Regions from separate parts of the Sus scrofa genome. Here region 1 is linked to region 2. The links are chromatin contacts, called in public HiChIP or PLAC-seq maps. All regions are on one chromosome and are shown on one strand. The core of a region is the stretch at or near the end of the contact, and the rest is flanking DNA. Distances in the headings are between cores, read along the strand shown.

Evidence for each region. HiChIP or PLAC-seq counts read pairs in DNA pulled down with a chosen protein or histone mark.
Region 1: a contact with region 2 is called in an H3K27ac HiChIP or PLAC-seq map of alveolar macrophages. The contact joins the promoter of GMPR here to the promoter of DTNBP1 in region 2. A contact is called at or near these places in 2 of 2 datasets of contacts at active chromatin or transcription factors (alveolar macrophages and skeletal muscle).

What each region holds. Positions count from the first base shown.
Region 1 is chr7:12,251,847-12,255,750 of Sscrofa11.1, reverse strand. GMPR (GMP reductase 1) reads right to left here and starts at 1,358. Exons shown (of 9, transcript XM_001929120.7): 1 at 1,073-1,358. The coding sequence starts at 1,159.
Region 2 is chr7:11,717,962-11,721,587 of Sscrofa11.1, reverse strand. DTNBP1 (dystrobrevin binding protein 1) reads left to right here and starts at 1,432. Exons shown (of 10, transcript NM_001098600.1): 1 at 1,432-1,536. The coding sequence starts at 1,481.

The sequences.
Region 1 (3,904 bases), core at 109-2,608, 530 kb before region 2:
AATCAAGAGGCTTCCTTAATCCACGCAAGCCCTCGACTGGCAGCACCAGGCACTGCACTTAAGAGTCAGGCCTGGGCACAGGCAGGCAGCCCAGTTCCTGCAAGGGGATTTATTTATGGTCGTGCGGGGGGAGGGGGAGCAGCAAGCTGGCTCAGCCTCCCCCTGTTTACTTTTGCAACCCCAGTCTCCAGACCCAGCAGTTTCCCCTTCCTCTCCAGCTCTCAGCCCACCAGGCAAAACCACGGTCACCAGCACCCACTCCTCCAGGGAACTCTGTCTTTCTGTGCAACTAGTTTATCCTTCAAGATTTGACCTTTCCCTGCCCCCCACTCCCTATCTCCAGGCCGGCCTCCACCTGTCGTCCCTCAGGCTTTGCTTTCACTAAGGCACAACTAGCACAACTGACCACCCCATTGGTCCCACTGCCCCCACTCCACTGCTTTCAGCTTCCCAAAGAACTGGACTGGACTGCAGCTGTCCAGTAAGAGGGTGCCACCAGGCACAGGTCCCCAGCCTCGCTCTCAAAAGGTCACCGAAATGCGGAAAGTAAACGTTGAACTTTTGCCCTGGAGTTGCCCTGCTTTTCAGACCTTTAAAAAAATTCCATTGCTAGACCTGATCCTAAAGCGGCCGGAGTTCTCCGCACCAGGAAACACTGCCAAAATCTTTCCTCTCCCTTTATACTCCGGCTCCACCGTATCATTTTCTCTCTATAAGCACACCTCAACCCCCATCCCCCGCCATTCTTTCTAAATCAGTTGACCACCTGATCTTCGCTACCCTAGGATCAAGTTCTGTGTGTTTCCCCCTTGCCCACTCAACCGGACGTATTTAGAATTTTGGGCCGGAGCCCGGGCCCTTAAAGACACCTCCTGTCCTTGCAAAGAACCAGCTGGCTTTTCCTTTTCACGGTGGTGCGAGGGCAAAAGAGGTCAGCGTCCCATCCATCTCCAGACATACTAAAAAAGCTGGCAATGTTGGCCCATTCTGGCGCCTTGCACCCACCTCCCTCGCGCCACACGGGGAAAAAAAAAAAAAAATCCCACCCCAATGCGGCTATGAAGGGGCCCACCTCGGCTCGGCTCTTGAGGCTGCTTCGCTTGGGTCGGAGAAGGACATCCTTGAAGTCCAGCTTGAGGTCCGCATCTATGCGGGGCATGGTGCCGAGCGGCGCGCTCGACCAGAGGGGCTGGAGCCCGCAGCTCCTTCCTGCAGCGCGGGCGCCGGGGGAGGTGGGGGCCGGGAGCGGGCGGGGGCGGGGCCCGCGGAGGGCGGGGGCGGGGCCCACAGAGGGTTGGGGCGGGGCGGCGCCGCGAGAAGGCGAGTTGCTCGGCCCCGGCGGGTGCCTGCGGGCCGCTGAGCGCGCACGCTGCGCCCTTCTGGCCTCTGGACGCCTCCGGCCCCGCTAGACCCGCCCTCTCGCTCCGCCGGCCCCGCCCCTGACCCCTCCCCGCGCGGGAGACCTCGGTGCGGGCCAGAAAGGATAGGCGAGATGGGGAGAAACCAGGCGCACGCAAGAAGTTCGCACGTGTGACATTTTAACCACCTCCCCCCTCCCCGCTCCCGTTTCTTATCGCCTCGCTTAGTACGGTGACCGAAGGGTGTATGGGGAGGGGGGGTTAGGGAGTGAGGGGGAGAATTCACAATGTGCTGTCACCAAGGGTACGGCCAAGACTTGCCCTGTGACCTCCTCACCCAAGGAAAAGTCCACTCCTTGAAAGGTTTCCCTTCTCCTTTCTCTAATGTCAAGCCCTAATACTCAGCAGATGCTGAGTCACACCGCCCACGTGCCAAAAACTAAGAAACCCCTGGGAACTGGATAGAATTAAGAGTGGGCAGGTGAATCTGTTTTGCAGCATTGGGTTTGTTGAGGCATTTTTAGGATCCCTTTGGATGTTAGGGACTGGTTTGTTGGTTGGTTGGTTTGAAGTCTACAGTTGGCACAGATCCTGGGTTCAGGTACCTGAGTCCCTTTGAGTTATTGGTGATGTCAGTTTTTTGTGTTTTGTTTTGTTTTGTTTTTTGTTTTTGTTTTTTTTTTGCTTTTTAGGGCTACACCCTCACATACGAAGGTTCCCAGGCTAGGGGTCTAATCGGAGCTACAGGTGCTGGCGTTCGCCAGGGCAACACCACATCTGAGCCGCATCTGCAACCTACACCACAGCTCACCAATACGCTGGATCCTTAACCCACTGAGCTAGGCAGGGATCAAACCTGCAACCTCATGGTTCCTCGTCGGATTCATTTCCGCTGCGCCACTACAGGAACTCCGATGTCAGTTTATTTTTAATTCACTTGTTGACCACACCGAGCCCTTCTTATACACTAGGAATGTGCGTAAGAGCTTGGCCTGCACCACCTTCTTCAATCTCACAACAACCCAATGAAGATGTTTTGCGGCAGCGTAGCTAGCCTCTCTCCACCTGTGCCAAATAGAATCACCGAGACAGAGTTTTGGGTGAGGTAAAAAGGAGTAGCTTTTACTACTTTGCGAGGCAAAGGAGGCCACAGCAGGCTAATGCCCTAAAGGCGGTGCCCTCCTTTGGGAGAGAATAGAAAGGGGTCTTACAGTTTCCAAGTGGAAAATAGGGCCACAGAGGAGTTCCCATCGTGGCACAGTAGTTAACAAATCCAACTAGGAACCATGAGGTTGCAGGTTGGATCCCTGGCCTTGTTCAGTGGGTTAGGGATCCGGCGTTGCTGTGACTGTGGTGTAGGTTGCAGACATGGCTGGGATCCCGCGTTGCTGTGGCTCTGGCGTAGGCTGGTGGCTACAGCTCCGATTCAACCCCTAGCCTGGGAACCTCCATATGCCGCAGGTGCGGCTGTAGAAATGGCAAAAAGAAAAAAAAAAAAAAAAATAGGGCCACAGAAAAGGATCAGGGTGTATACAAACACAGGTTCTGGTGGTTCTTGAGATTGTCGCAGCTTGATCTTTTTTGGAATGAAGAATGTTTCATCAAGTAGTGACCATCTTCCATTTGGGGGGGGGGGGTTAGTTCAGTAGAAGAGCTCAAAGATACAGTTATGCATACCCCTTGAAGGGGAACCAGGACCCTGCCCCAAGGCTACACTGCTCCTCCACAGTCTCTGCATCCCCTTCCCTGATTAGCCTGGGAAATTCGTTGGAACCTGCCCTTCGGAACTCTGGGAAGGTCCAGAAGGCTGAATGCAGCCTCGTTCCTAAAACAAGAAATGGGGGACACAGAAGGGCTTTTGTGCCCAGGAGCCCCGCAGGGCCCTGCTCAGTTTCATTAAAAGCCAGTTTATAGATAAGGAAAATGAGGACCAGATAAATAACTTGCCCAAGGTTGCAGCAAACAAACATAAATCTCTCGGTCCTTAAAACTTACTGGGACCTTAACTAAAGCTGCTTTTGTCCTAGGACTGCTCTCTGCCTTGGCTCAAACCCTGACCCCACCACTTTCCAGCTGGCTACCTTGGGGGCGTCACTTAATCACTCTAAACCTCAGTTTTCTCACAAGTTGAATGGCGAAGAAACACATTTAATTCTATCCTCTCCCAGGTTTTTGTGAGAATTAAATTGTGTGGGGTGCGTGTCTCATAGCTACTCAATAAACGGTAGGTCTTTATTTGGGGTCACATGTTACATTATGTGCTTTATGTATTTCTCCTCGAACTAGACAGCTAACCTCATGAAGGTATTTTCTTTCAGTTGTCTGCAAGCTTGGCCTGTTCTCCATGAACTCATATTTGGTATGACTGAATATAAGGACACATCACAATATTTATTTAACACAAATGTCTGCAAATGATTAAGGTCTCAGCCCATCCCACTTGCCCTCATCATCCTTGCCTCACAGGAAGTTCTTGAAGTTTCCTGGATGGGAAATGAAAGCTAACTGGGAGAGAATGAAAGTTGCCACAATTAGTTGGGCAGATA
Region 2 (3,626 bases), core at 183-2,682:
GAGCTGATTGGACTTGAATTAATATGGAAAAGGGGAAACCGCTAATTTCAGGTGGCTTAACTTGAGCAGCTTGGCGGATAGTGGTGCCACTTACAAAATGGAAGAGACTGGGGTTAGATGAAGAGGTGAGTATGCAATCAAATTTTCAGTTTTAGGTATTTGGATTTCGAGATAACCTGTTGGATACATGTGGAGTAAGCCACTGGTATGAACTGAAGGAGGGGGAGGGAGGAGAGGGCTGAAGATGGAGACTTGGGCATCGCCAGTGCCTCCGTAGAATTTACAGCATCGTAATGGATAGACTAACCCAGGGACCGAACATACCTGGAGAAGAGCGGAAGGCTGGAGCTGTAGCCTTGGGAGCAGAAGCTCAAACAGGAGGATGAGTGTACAGGGAGGGAGAAAGCAAGTATGGTGTCCTTGAAGGCAAGAATATGTCTTGAAAATGGGGTTAAGTGACTTCATGAGAGCCACTGAAATGTGGAGAAAAAAAAATCAGGGCAGACAAGTAACAAATGGTATGGGCAACATGGCAGCCATTGGCAACTCAAAAGAGGCCACCTCCTTTGCTGTGAAGGACACAAAAGCCTGATGGGGTAGGATGAAGAGACAACGGAAAGGATGTCAAAACAGTTGATTATTCCTGTTTTATCAGTGAAGAAACTGAGGCTCAGTTGTTCCCATTGTGGCTCAGCGGTGACGAACTGAACCCAACTGGTATCCATGAAGACTCGAGTTCCATCTCTGGCCTCACTCATGGGTTAAGGATCCCCCTTGCTGTGGGCTGTGGTGTAGGTCGCAGACGCGGCTGGGATCTGGCCTGGCTGTGGCGTAGGCCCGCAGCTGTAGCTCCTACTCAACCCTTAGCCTGGGAACTTGCATATGCAGCAGGTGCGGCCCTAAACAGCAGAAAAAAAAGAAACGAAGGCTCAGAATGGTTAGCTTTCTCATCCAAGGGCAAAGCCAGCGGGTCAGATCCTGGCCCTAGCGTCCACGAAATGGTTTTGAACACTATGCAAAAAAAATGGATCCTACCCTCTTCCAAACCGTGAAAACAATGCTACACTCAAGCCCTCTACCTAAAACATTCTTCACGATGTCGCCTCAATTTTAAATAGGAAAACCAAAGGGCCTGGCCTGGGTTAAAAAGGGCGTCAGAGCTACTGACTTTCTCAGCAGAGCGGAAAGGACCGCCCCTTTTCCGCAGCCGGAGCCCGGCCGGGCCCACTGCGGCTGCGCGGGCCGGGGCGGGGCGGGGCGGGAGCGCGCGAGTCGGGGGCGGGAACGCGGAAGGGGCCGTGGCGCGGAGGCGAGAGCGGGCCGGGGGCGGGGCCGGCCGGGAGAGTGCGGGGTGCGAGGTGACAGGTGCGGGGCTCCCCGGCGGCGCGGGGCCGAAGGTGGCGGTGCCGGCCTGAGGACGGGAGACAGGACCGCGGCGGCGGCGGCGGCGGCGGCGGCGGCGGCAGCGGCAGCAGGGACGATGCTGGAGACCCTGCGCGAGCGGCTGCTGAGCGTGCAGCAGGATTTCACCTCCGGGTGGGTACACGGTGGGGATGGAAAGGGACCTGGGGGGCCGGGCCGAGGAGACAAGGGCGCCCGGGACGCCTCCGCTCTTCCCTCCGCGCTCCCGGGTCCAGCCGCGTCCCACCCCATCCCCGCCCCGCGGAGAAAAGTAACGAACTTTCCGGCGTGGGTTCGGCCGCCCAAAGTAACTTAGGTCTCACCGGGCAGGCTCTGACCCGCGCCCTCGGCCCGGGAGCCGGTCGGGAAGGCAGCGGCGCGCGGGGGATCGTGCGCCCCCCTCCCGGCAGCTGGGCGGGTGTGTGGGAGGCGAGCGCGCCGCCCCCACCCCACCGTGGACGGTGGCCCTGCGCCCCCTCGGCCCCCTCCCACGCCTCCGAGACCCCTGCCCGCTCGGGCCTCGCGGGTTCTGCCGCCCCTCCTCCCCAGGCCGAGGTCGCCGGGGCCGCAATCTTCACCCGCCCCGGCCCCGCCGCGCGTCCTGTCCGGCCCTGGCGCTCGCGCCGAACCCTTGCCAAGCTTGGCGCCTCTTCCCCTTTTGCTTTCTCTCTCGACTTTTGCCTCGGGTTGAATGCTTCGGTGAAGAAACTCTAGAAACGGAACTGCAGCAGTGCCATGACTACCTAGTGAAATGAGACACATCGTGGGCAGCGCACAAAGACCAGCGGTTCCCGAACTTTGCTTAGAATCACCTGAGAACCTTTAGCCGCCCTCGTGCCCAGGTCCCCAGTCATATCCATTACATTGGGCTGGGGATGAAGTTTTAAAGACCCGCAGGTGATTCCAGTGTGCGGCAGGTAGGGAACCGCAGGCATAGGCTCTTAATGCCGGACTGCCTGGGCTCTTATCTCTGCCACTTAAGCAAACTTACTTCTGCAGGTTACTCTGCCTGTTTCCACGGCTGCACAGTGAGGTTGAAGATGGTATCATCTCATAGGGCTATTGTGAAGGATTAACAGATTAACATCCCCAACACACAGTAATCACTGTCACTATTGCTGTTATTTAGTGCTTATTTCACTTTAACTTTTCCATTGCTTTAAAAAGGGTGTCACTTGATCTTTACCTTTAGGTCAGGAATCCTTTGGAAAATGTTCTGAATGTGGAGAGGCCTCTCCATCATGTTTTATTTACATTTCTGATGAGTAAGATGTTACTCACCTTCTATCCTATGGGTCAAAAGTGTTTGCCTCTTGGGGGCTGAGTAGTAGCGAACTAGTGAATACTTGAGTACTTACCACGTGTAAAGCATTTTTCGTAGTCTCGGTTTGATGTCCTTAGGAATTAATTCGTTGATGGTGTGCTTGCATGCTTTCATTTTTTACCCCCCCCCCTTTTTCTGTCTTTTTACCTTTTCTTTTTTCTTTTTTCTTTTTTTGGGTCTTTTCTAGGGACGCTTCTGTGGTATATGGAGGTTCCCAGGCTAGGGGTCTAATCAGAGCTGTAGCCTCCGGCCTACACCAGAACCACAGCAACTCCAGATCCAAGCCACGTCTGTGACCTATACCACAGCTCACAGCAACGCCAGATCCTTAACCCACTGAGCAAGACCAGGGATCGAACCCACAACCTTAGGGTTCCTAGTCGGATTAGTTAACCGCTGAGCCACGACGGGAACTCCCTTTTTACCTTTTCTAGGGCCGCTCCCTCGGCATATGGAGGTTCCCAGGCTAGGGGTCGAATCGGAGCTGTAGCCGCTGGCCTACACCACAGCCACAGCAATGCAGGATCCCATCCGTGTCTGCAACCTACACCACAGCTCATAGTAACGCCAGATCCTTAACCCACTGAGCAAGGGGCAGGGATCGAACCCGCAACCTCACGGTTCCTAGTCGGATTCATTAACCACTGCACCACGACGGGAACTCCCATTTTTTACCCCTTTAAAAGGTAATTTTCAGAATGTAAATTATTGTATTGAAAAATTGGGGTATGATACTGGAATGATAGCAAGAGAATGTCGTAGATAACTCCATCTGGTACAGCCCTGTGGTCGTTACTTCAAGGTACTTCAAGGAATTCCTTGATGGCCTAACAGTCTATCTTCTGGTAGTTACAGCTGCCATGTGGTTGCTTTTGAATCCATTCATTCTCTTGACCTTTGC